Regions from separate parts of the Canis lupus genome. Here region 2 is linked to region 1. A link is a contact called in public Hi-C data. All regions are on one chromosome and are shown on one strand. The core of a region is the stretch at or near the end of the contact, and the rest is flanking DNA. Distances in the headings are between cores, read along the strand shown.

Region 1 (5,816 bases), core at 2,379-4,878:
GGTGTAAAGACACGTAAAGATACAACTATTCCAGCCTCAAATTATGACAGTGATTGGGCCGTTATCTCTTCCAGATGGAAAAACTGGGTGAGGGAGAGACCTGGGCTCTCCATTTTACTGTGGGCAACAAATGCAGAAAGGCAGGAAATTACTTACTCAATCACTCGTGGCTCTGGGGCTCTGCGTACTACCTGTAAGGAAACAGGCAGGTTTTACTTCTGGAATGATCCTTAATGCTCAGAAAGGCTTATTTGCAAGATTACCATATCCTCTCATTTCTGGAAAAAATTAAGTCAGATTTAAAACTATCTCTCTTTTATTTCAAGCTCTTATTATCCCACCAGAGACCTTGTCTGCTTTTCTTAGAACTATTTCACAGTTGCTAGTGGGGAATTAAAAATAATAAAAGCAGAATTAATCCATTTTCAAAGCAGCTGATAATTCTGAAAAACCTTCATTTCAGGAGATCTTCTAAAATAGAAGATATACTGGGCCACCTGCACGGTGCAGCCAGTTAAGCGTCCGACCCTTGGTTTCAGCTCAGGTCATGATCTCAGGGTTCTGAGACCAAGCCCTGCCTCAGGCTCCACAGTTAGCACGCAGAGTCTGCTTGAGCGATTCTCGCCCTCTGCCCCTCCACTGGCTCATGAGCATGCACACTCTTTCTGTCTCTCTCAAATAAATAAATAAAATGAAATCTTTTAAAAAATAAAACAGAAGATATAAACTTTAATCATTATTTATGCAATCACTATTACAGAAAGATGCCTGATTTTTAGTTTTCCATATTACTGAAAACAGTGAATCTTCACTGTTTCTTACAAGTTTTCCCCACAAGAAAAAAAAAAGCTAAAAAAATCAGGCATTGTGCTAGCTGAAAATTTCAACTCAATTCCAGAGACGTCTGCTACACTAGCACCAAAGACGATACGGTTTTAGAACTGTTAGAACTCAGATAACCAATGTACGTGTTAGTCGTGGTATAACATCCTTTCCCCCAAAATGGGAATTATATGTGGTCATGTTGGGAGCAGACTATAAAGAATCTTCAGACAAGACTAAAGAATTGGTGCTCCACATTTCATTATTATTACAGGCCTTTTATTTGTGAATTTATCCAGCCACTAATGGAATGCCTACTATGTGAATATAGCTTTTACAACCAAATCTGTTAGTGTCCTAGCAGAAACAAGAACTTACCTGCTGGGGTTCTTTGAACACAAACTGCTTGTCCAAAAGCTGATGCTCCTGGTTCATCCAGGTCTGACCAGGCCTCTGGTGGAGATGGCTTCTAGCAGTGGCAGCTGAATCAAGAGCAAGAACAGATTCAAACCAGACTCAGAAAGTCTGCTCTAGAGAGCAGGGGCCCATAAAATCTACCTGAAGATAGCCTATGACACCCAGAAATTAACTATAGTCGGTTGAAGACCCCACTACACACACTGAGACGTTTGAGAGCAGTGACTAAACATGAGGACCACCAAACACCAATCCTCAATAAAAGATCACCATCAAGAAAATCGAAGTACCAGGTACATTTTAAGTAATTCCTTAACATCAACAGAAATGCAAGTGCATTCACACGAGATCCCCACAAGTCCTTGCCTGGCTGCGCAGTGGCCTGGCTCTTAGCAGGGCCAGCCCAGGCTCCCTGCACTCGGGCTCGCCGTCTTTTGTCCTCCATGCTGACCAAAAAGGCTTCTGCAGTTAGCTTTCAGATTTCACTCCTGATTAAAACCACACAATGGTATCTGTTTAAAAAAAAAAAGTGCTTTTAGTTAGGATTGGGAGCATGGACTACCTAAGGGAGTAATTATAATCCTTTCAGTGTCAACGCAATCAGAGATTCTATGTAAAATTAACTTGTCATCACAAAATCTCAAACAAGGAGCCTACATCACTTAGGACTGCCGGTTTTAATGTTTTCTTTTGCAATTTTATAGTCCTTTTTTCCTTTCTTTCTTTCTTTCTTTTTTTTTTTGAAATAAAAATTTTTAAACAGGCTTCTTGCCCAGCACTAGGCTGACGTGGAGCTGGATCTCACAACCGTGAGCCAAAATCAGAGTTGGACGCTCAACCAACTGAGCCACCCAGGCGCCCCAACAATCTTAGAGTGCTTTTGCCTCTTTCACAACAAAGTACATATTAAGAAATTCTAAGATCTGGGACCCCCAGGGTGGCTCAGTGGTTGAGTGTCTGCCTTCAGCTCAGGGCGTGACCCCGGGGTCCTGGGATCCAGTCCCACGTTGGGCTCCCTGCAGGGAGCCTGCTTCTCCCTCTGCCTCTGTGTCTTGAAAAAAAAAAACTTGTAAGATCTATCATAAACCACATTAGCCTTACTAGTCTGCAAGAAACCTGTAATACTCCGTCACCTATATGGATATGAGAAATAGGCTGAGACTCCTTTTCCAAGGGCATTTCCATATTCCATTATAACTGGGGCACATGAAACTTCCCTGGATGCTCGTTAATGCTTGTTAATGGCCTTGTCTCTGAAGATCTGACCCTGGACAGATACAAATGTCAGTCTTTGCGACAAGCACTGCAGATGCCCTTAGCGGGCCTGTACGAGGACCACTGGGTTGATGGAAAATCAACTCAGGAAGTCAAGAGGAGGCAGATTAACATTCAAACTTCATTAACTGGGCAGCCCCGGTGGTGCAGCAGTTTAGCACCACCTGCAGCCCAGGGCCTGATCCTGGAGAGTCGGGATCGAGTCCCACGTCGGTCTCCCTGCATGGGGCCTGCTTCTCCCTCTGCCTGTGTCTCTGCCTCTCTCTCTCTCTCTGTGTCTCTATGAATAAATAAAATCTTAAAAAAAAAACTTCATTAATTTCCAGCTTATAATAATAATAATAATGAAAGACACCTCATAATTGCCATTAATACTTTTTTTTTTTGCCAATAAAACTTTAGCTCCCGGCAAACACAGGAGCACAGCTACAAAAAGACAAAAATGGAGCTTCGTGCCACCTGTTCTGAACCCGTGATCCATTTCTTTACTGATCCAAGCAAGCTTTCAAGTCCTCATGGGGACACGACCTCTCCTTGTGGCCTCTTCGGCCGACGGTTTCCAGTCCTGCTGAGCTGCACTGAGCTGGGCCCAGGAATGTGGACCTTTGGCAAACTCTCCGCAGGTGATAAGTGTGTCATTCCTTCTCGTTTAATAGGTGGGGGGACGAGGGAGCCTGCCACCGCCCAAAGGAGTTACGGGGAGGCGAGCAGCAGCCCTGCCGCCGACCTGGGGCCCATCCCCGACCTGCTGGTTCTGTGGCCCACGAGCTGCTCACTCAGCCCATCTTGCATCCTGACTTTTTTTTTTTTAATTTTATGTATTTATTCATGGGAGACACAGAGAGGCAGAGACCCAGGCAGAGGGAGAAGCAGGCTCCCTGCGGGGAGCCCGATGCAGGACTCGAACCCAGGACCCCGGGGTCATGACCTGAGCTGCTTAGACCCCCCCACATCGCCCCTCCCCCCGAGCCACACCTGCCGGCCCGCCCGCGAGCGCCTCCGGCCCGAGTCCCCGCTCCGGGAGGTCGGGCGCCGCGGTGCAGGCCGCGCGGTCCCCGCGGGGGAAGAGCCTGGGCCTCCGCGGCGGCCGCGCCTTGTGTTCCGGGAGCCCCGGGAGCGGCGGGGGAGGTGGGGGTGGGCGGCCCTCTCGCCCGGAGCGCCCCACGCCGCCGCCGCCACGCAGCACCCGCCGCTTCCTCTGACGTCACGCGCCGCCGCTTCCGGCGCACGGACGCCGCGGTCCGGGCGGCTCCGCGTTCCCAGCGCCGCGAGGGCCGGGGGCCGAAGAGGCCTAGGGGGGCCCGGGGGGCACAGGGAGGAGTGGGGGGAGGCCGCGTTTGCTGGGCCGGGCCCCGCAGGGCGGGCCGCAGGCAGCTCGGCCCCCGCCTCCCGGGTCCGCGCCGCGGCGGCGGGGCTGCTGGGACACCGGTCGTGGTGCCCTAAGCGCAGGACCCGAAGGTTAGGGACGCTCGGGGGCTCCGCGGGGTAGCGTCGGCCTCGGCTCCGGGCGTGACCCCGTGGTCGCGGATCGAGTCCCGCATGGGCTCCGCGCGGGGGGCCTGCCCGCGTCTCTGCCTCTGTGTGTGTCTCTCACGAATAAATAAATAAATAGAATCTTAAAAAAAAAAAAAGAAAGAAAGAAAGATAGGGCTTGAATGCTCCCCGGGAAGGCCCGGACGCCCACGGGGCGCGCTCCCATCAGAGCCAGGCGCGACCTGGGCGTGACCTGGGCGAAGCGCCGTGGGGAGGCCGAGCTCCTGATGCACGTAGGGTTGGGCAGGGGCTTGGAGCGCCGCGGAGATTGGACGAAGACGGCTTAAAAAATAAAAAGCAAAAATGCATTTGATCAGTGGAGGGGCGGGGAGGGAACGAAGGGTCTTCACCGCATTTGAGTCTCCGAGTAGCATCTCTAACCGCGGATCTCACCTGCGAACGTGGCACGAGCAGCCCCGCCTGTTCCCAGGCCTACCACGTAGCAGGCACCCGGGGGTCCTTAAAACTCGGCCTGTACCACCTGCCGCTGACCTGCACACTCGGGGTACCCCGCCCACCTGATCCACGGCATCCATCATCCTTTGTTCTGCTTTGTGACATTGAGCAAAAATGATTTATCCTAGAACTGTAAGGAATGAAAAGTAGTAAGGCCACACTGTGATTTGTCTTTTTGGTTTTTGTTGTTGTTCTTTTTTCTTTTTGGTCCCCATCAACTAGTAATTTGAACACTGTCTGTTCCTGGATCAGGAACCTTGGCTGTGTCTCCCAAGGGAGGTTATTTCTTTCTTTTCAGTGATTACAGTTTTGGAACGGGGACAAAGAAGTTTGGACCAAGGGGTCCCTAGGAGTAGTGAACACCTCTTCAGCCTCCAAGTCGAACAGCTGTCAAAAATCAATCCATGGCCCGCTTGCATCCAAAATAACTGTCTTTTTAACAAAATCACCTGCATTTTTTTTTTTTTTTAAACCAAGTGTTCAAGGTGATTCGGATGCAGAGAAAGTTTAGGAACCTTCAGGATGCATGTAGGGCCCGAGAGGTTTTCCAGGACACAATGCTAAGGGCAGGACGGCTCGGGTTGGTTACCCTCAATACCCGGGAGTATATAGTATCAGAGAGCTGTTCCACCTGAGCCTCGTATCCGGGTTTCCCGTCCCTGCAGCATCTGTGTTGATCAGGGGGCACCCTGCCTGTCAGCAGGCTGTATTGTCCTGCCCGCGCCAGCGTGTCTCCCGCGCTGTGGGGTCCAGCCCTCAGCATCTCCGCAGCGGGGGCTGCAGGTGCGGTGGAGGGGAAGGGGCTCCTGCTGACCCCAGGGCTCCCCTGTCGGCGGGCAGTGCTCAGGCCTCCGTGGGCCAAGTGCAGCCTAGTGGGGCTCCCAGCCTCGTTCGGCTCCTCTTGTGAGGCGACAGCATCGGCCTGAGAGCAACGGGACCCCAGGGTTTGGAGGAGCGACATGTGCTTGGACCCGCTGGCCCCGAGGTCACCCTGCACATCTGGAGGCGCTGGATGTCACTTGCTCTCTTGTCCGAACAGACTGCCCGTCCTTTGCTTGAAAACCCCGTGAAGCCCTCACGGGGAGCCAAGGACTCAGAGCGTGCCATGTAGATGTGGACTTCCCAACAGACGGCAGCGCCTCCCTGTTTGGCAGCGTCCTTGGGGGTTGGGTCACCATTTCGTCCCTGCCGGCCTGGACCGAGGTGTTGGTAGTGGTGTCCCCGCACCTGTGGTGTCTGTGTCCTTACAATGTCCCTTCCCCTTGAGGTGATACCCTATTATGGGATTTGTGTGTGTGTGTGTGTGTGTGTGT
Region 2 (5,816 bases), core at 2,285-4,784, 160 kb after region 1:
AAGTATTATTAACTAAAGTTGCCATGCGGGGATCCCTGGGTGGCTCAGCGGTTTAGTGCCTGCCTTTGGCCCAGGACACGATCCTGGAGTCCCGGGATCCCTGCAGGATTCCCGCGTCCGGCTCCCGGCATGAAGCCTGCTTCTCCCTCTGCCTGTGTCTCTGCCTCTCTCTCTCTCTCTCTGTCTCTATGTCTATCATAAATAAATAAATAAATCTTTAAAAAAATAAAAAATAAAAAAATAAAGTTGTCATGCTGTCCATTACATCCCCATGACTTATTTTTCCAAGCCTTCATTTTTAAGTTTACAAGCACTTACATCAACGCACCAGTTACTGTGGGAAAAGACCAAAAAAGAAAAAAAAAAAAAATTGGGGACCCACACTCCCCTCCCCTTCAGATTCTAAAATCTGAGAAGAAATTAACTAATTAAATTAATATGCACATGAAGAAACTTAACAATAACAATAAATATATATTATCAACTTACTGAATGTTACTATATCAAACTTAAAATATTTAATTGGTTATGGAGAGGAAGATGTTAAACACTACTACTACAAAGTAGAAAATGCCTCCCTAGTACTGCCTGCTACCACCATTTATTCAAAGAAGGCTGCACAGGATTAAGATACCAATTTCATAGGGGAGAAAACTTGTGAGTGCTAATTAATTAATTAATTAAAATTTATTAATTTAATTTAAAAATAATTCTTAAGTCCTAACTTCGGTTAAACAATTATCTACCTAATTTTAATCACAATTTAACTCTATTCAAGCGTCATCTCTGCTGCTTTGCTTGTCAAATTATTTCAGTGCATCCCTCCAACAGATACAAAGCTGTGGAAGACTTTGTTTTTCAAAGACTCCTTGAATTTGGAGAGGTAAAGTAAATATTTTTAAGTTCAGGCCACCACATATATGTAATGTTACAAATAACAAGTTATCATTTCTTCTGCTTAAGTACCTAAAGAACAGATTTTTCTAACAATCCAGGATAGACTGAACTCAACAATCACAAAGTCACTTTACAACACTATGATCCTCTCTATTCTATCTCAGCATTCTGGTCCAAATTTCTTTTCTAAATTTTTTAGACATTTCCTTCAATTTAGCAAGTATCCTTCCTCTGGGATCAAACCTTTTCAATGATGACTTAGACCATCTGAGTTATTAGTCACCGGGGCCTATTATATTTTAAATAGTTTTTTTTTTTTTTTAAGTTATTAAGGGGGATCCCTAGGTGGCGCAGCGGTTTAGCGCCTTTGGCCCAGGGCGCGATCCTGGAGACCCGGGATCGAATCCCACATCGGGCTCCCGGTGCATGGAGCCTGCTCCTCCCTCTGCCTGTGTCTCTGCCTCTCTCTCTCTCTCTCTGTGTGACTATCATAAATAAATAAAAAAAATTTTTAAATTATTTTAAAAAAAGTTATTAAGGGACACCTGGGTGGCTCAGTGGTTGAGGTCTGCCTTCAGCCCAGGGAGTGACCCCAGAGGTCCCGGGATAGAGTCCCACGGGATAGAGTCCCACGTGGAGCCTGCTTCTCCCTCTGCCTGTGTCTCTGCCTCTCTCTCTCATGAATAAATAAATAAAATCTTAAAAAAAAAAGTTATTATCATTACTCTTTGCTGACAAATCACAAAACTTCATCTTGATATGCGATTTCCTAATGCACTGGAATCTTGTGTAACTATCTCAAAAGTTCACAAGCAAGTTTTCCAAATCAAGAACTTAGGCAAGTCAATTGTGAAATCATAAACTCTATTATAATCAAGTTGAGCACTTCACTTCTTTTTCAAGGAATATCAGAAAACACTAAGAGACTTTTAAAAATAAGTATTATAATATGGGATCCCTGGGTGGCTCAGCAGTTTAGTGCCTGCCTTCAGCCCAGGGCCTGATCCTGGAGTCCTAGGATCGAGTCCTGCATCGGGCTCCCTGCATGGGGCCTGCTTCTCCCTCTGCTTCTCTCTCTCTGTGTCTCTATGTCTATCATGAATGAATGAATGAGTGAATGAATGAATGAATAAATAAAATACGTATTATAACGTGAATAGTTGCTTCACATCCTGGACAAAGCTCTTACACATCCATCCATTCCTGCTTGAAATCTCTTTACGTCGCTGTCCAAAAGGTTAAATTTCTTATGTTTTTTTCCTACTAACTTCTTTAAATGTTTTTGAATGAATAAAGTGAGGACTGTGGAGTTGCCTTATTTGTGTACTTACTTGAGCCTAGTCTGACAGCAATCCCTAATCACTCCTAGATTCAATCAAAATGCTAAGTGAGTGTACGTTCAGTCATGAAATAGCAGGATAATCGCAGACACAGAGACCGACCACAGCACACTACTTGGTTTAGAAGAAGAGGAGGAGGAGGAGGGGGAGGAGGAGGGGGAGGGGGAGGGGGAGGAGGAGAAAGAAGAGGAGGAGGAGGAAGAAGAGGGGGAGGAGGAAGAAACGAAAAAGACAGAAAAGCAACAAAGAAGAAGAAGAAGAAATGAAAGACAGAAAAGCAACAAAAAAGAAGAAACGAAAAAGTCAGAAAAGCAACAACAAAAAAAAGAAAGCAAGCACAAAACTTCGATGCAAGTGATTTCCCCACTTCTCCCCCGCGACCTTTCCCTTCCACCTCTAGGGCCCGCCAGCGGAATGGAACGAGGCCTTTTCCTATAAACCTCCTTCTGAAAAAAAAAAAAAAAAAATTGCTCCTGACTTCTACCTGGAGAGCAGCCGTGTTGCAGAAGCGGTGGCTCTGTGACACCGCAGGACTCCAGGGAAGTTTAGGACAATCGAGAACAAAACAAAACCCCGTAGATCCTACGAAACAGACCGAATCCAAATAACTGGGAGAGAGGCAAGTTTCAAAAAAAAAAAAAAAAAAGGCAGGAAGACTTGTGAAATTCCACGTCTTCTTCGTCCCTCCTCATGCCCCGCAAAGTCCACAGAATGCCTTTCGTCCTGCGCACGGGGCCACTATTCAAATCAAGCGAAAAACTTTATTAAAACACACACACACAGACACACACACACGCGCCGTCCCGGGGGCGAGCCGCCGAGCGCCGGGCACTGCCCGGGGGGCCGCGAGGTGAGGGGTCCAGGCCCCGCCCCCGCCAGGCCCCGCCCCCCGCCGCGGCCCCTCCACAGTCGGCCGGGCCGGGCCAGCCTGGGTCGGCCGGGGTCCAGCGGGCCCGCGGGGAGCGGGGGGGGCCCGGAGCGGGGCGCCGGGCTGCACTCACCTGCCCACTCTCCGAGCTGCGGCCCGACCCCTGCCTCGTGACTCAAACCCCAGAGCCGAAGGGCCGTGAAGAGCGAGCACGAGAGGCGCAGGGCCACGTAGGCCACGGTGCCCGCGCCGACCCAGTACAGGAGGCCGGCGGCAGGAAGAGCGCTCTCCATGGCTCCAGCCGGGCCTTACTACCTCCGTGAATGGAGCCCCGAATGAATGAATCCAGGAAGAGGCGCGGGCCGTGACCGCGAAGACTACACCGACGCGCGCGGCTCCGGCGCCGCTTCGAGCCTAAGCCCCGCCCACGGCGCCATAGCCGCGCCGCCATTGGCTATCCGGCGCGCCCTCTGCGCGGAGCGCGTCAGCCATTGGCTGGCTCCAGCCTCGCTCCCCGCCCACGTCGCTCCCCCCGCCCCCCGGCGCGGGTCCCCTCGGCGCCGGCTGATCGCCCGCCTGCCAATCCCGCGGCAGCCCCGCCCCGCGCGTCGCCACGCCCCCGGGATGCCGCCCGGCTCACCCCACCGCGTCGCGCCGGCCGCTGATTGGCTGCGGCCGTGCTCACGCCTGCGGGAGGCTGCGCTCCGATTGGCCCGCGAGACCCGGCTGGGCGGGCGCCCGGGACTCCAGGGGGCGGGGTCCGCGATGTTGCGAATGAATGGAGGGCGGTAGTAACAGGTGGGCGGGGAGGCGCGGGCTGGTTCCCACCAGGGGCTCTATCCTGCCGTCAGGTGCACGTGCCGCCGTCGCCCTCGTGAAGTTTCCCGGGTCGAGGCTCGCGTCGCGCGCGTCTGTGCCTGCCGCGGCGGGCACCTTCCCCCGGTGACCCGCACGGGGGCCTTCTAAGCGCCGCGTCTCCGAGGCCCTGGAGTTCAGGGCAAATAACTCCATGGACCCAGGTAAGGACCATGGACCAGGTAAGGACCACGCACGGGGACATAGGAGCTGGAAGATGAACGAGAAATTGAGGAACACAGGCTGATGAATAAGGAGTTTGGGGAAGAGACTCCATGACGATAGAGAGGTTTCTTTACTCTCTTTTTAAAAATCTAAAAAAAAAAAAATTTTGGAGGGGGTGGGGAGATAGAAAAGTGTATGGACCTAGTAGAGATAAGAAAATCACCTTGGCAGAGCTCCACAAGGTAAGCGCGAGCACCTGTGTAACGTAATAGACTGCTTTGCCCTCCCTCTCTCGTCCACCCAAGAGTTTTTGTTTCCTTTTTCGGGCATGGATCTGGGTTCATATAAAATCCCTAACATTTTCTTAGCCGGTAGGGACTGCTGATTTCGAGGCTTTTTTAAAAGGCACGAATTGAAGGGTAGTAATTGTAAGAATCAACAGCCCGACATATCCTGAAGCTAAGGTAATAATGTCCTAATATATGTGCTTTCAGAGCCTTAGCCCTCTGCCCAGCCCCCCTACTCTTTTTCCACCCTCTCATCAGATTAATTAACTATAACCCTGAGGCTGTTACTGTTCTTTATAAACTGTCAAGTGTCTAGCAGAAATCAGCCGTGTGAGTCGAGCAGGCACATTGTGTTTTGATTGAATTTGACACCTCGGCCGAGGCTGCCTGTCCAAGTCCATGAAATTCCACCATTGCTCTGTCTCAACCTCGCCCTCCAGCCAGTCTTCACCGCAGTATAGCCCCTGATGCATGTATCCTGATTCATCATTGCTCACCAACTAAGGGCCCTCAAGATATCTGAGCTCCTTACAAAAGGGCAGCGGGAGGGGAAGAAAGCTATTACGAACCAATAATGCAGGGTGCCTGCTGGCTCTGTTAGGGTTGAGTTGGAGCCCCACGTTGGGTGTAGAGATTACTGACCACTAAAACCTTAGGGGCACCTGGATGGCACAGTCAGTTAAGTGGGGTCCTGATCTGGGGTGGTGGGATGCACCCTGCATGGGACTCGGTGCTGGGCGGGAAGTCTGCTTGAGGTCCTCTCTCTCCTTCTGGCACTTTCTCTCTTTCTTTCTCTCAAATAAATAAATCTTTAAAAGGTAAAATCCTAAACAAATAAATAAGCTAAGAATATGTGTTTTTGTGGCATTTGTATGTATGTCTATGGCCCCCACTAGAACTTATGATTATTGGAACACTATGCTGTGAGTCCATAGGACCTAGAACAGTGCCTGGAACCCTGAAATAATAAAAATCTGGCCAAAAAATGGAAGTCAAGATTCACTCATTCAACAAATATTACTGTGCTGTAAGTGTGTACCAGAAAGTGAGCTGGGTACTGGATATCCAGGGGTGAGCAAGTGGTCAATTCTTAGTCTCATCCTATTGTACCGTTCCGTAGTGAGTGGCCTCTGTTGCCCTCACCAGCTACTCCTTCCCAGAGTCCTTCAATGGCCCCTCCCCATGCTGGCTTCTATACGATCCAGTGCCCTTGGACTCAGACCCCTGCTCTTTTTACTTCTCTACACAGTCTCTCTACATCATTGTATCCAGTCCCTTGATTTTAAGTGTCAACTGTAGGTTGATGAATTCCAAACGTCTCTGGCCAGGCCCAGCTTCTGCACAGAGGTGTGCATGAATGCGTCACCTCTACCTGCCTACTCAGCATCTCCATTAAGATGTAAA

What was found. Hi-C and Micro-C count contacts between places; a contact is called where the count stands out from the background.
Region 2: a Hi-C map of blood shows a contact between it and region 1, with 2.7 times the contacts expected there. The contact joins the promoter of HSD17B12 here to the promoter of ALKBH3 in region 1. A contact is called at or near these places in 2 of 9 Hi-C or Micro-C datasets (both in blood).

The regions. Positions count from the first base shown.
Region 1 is chr18:26,284,912-26,290,727 of UU_Cfam_GSD_1.0, forward strand. It overlaps ALKBH3 (alpha-ketoglutarate-dependent dioxygenase alkB homolog 3), which reads right to left and starts at 3,629. Exons shown (of 10, transcript XM_038562979.1): 1 at 3,490-3,629; 2 at 1,606-1,751; 3 at 1,201-1,304; 4 at 157-191. The coding sequence starts at 1,684.
Region 2 is chr18:26,447,508-26,453,323 of UU_Cfam_GSD_1.0, forward strand. HSD17B12 (very-long-chain 3-oxoacyl-CoA reductase) reads right to left here and starts at 3,535. Exons shown (of 9, transcript XM_038562982.1): 1 at 3,239-3,535. The coding sequence starts at 3,398.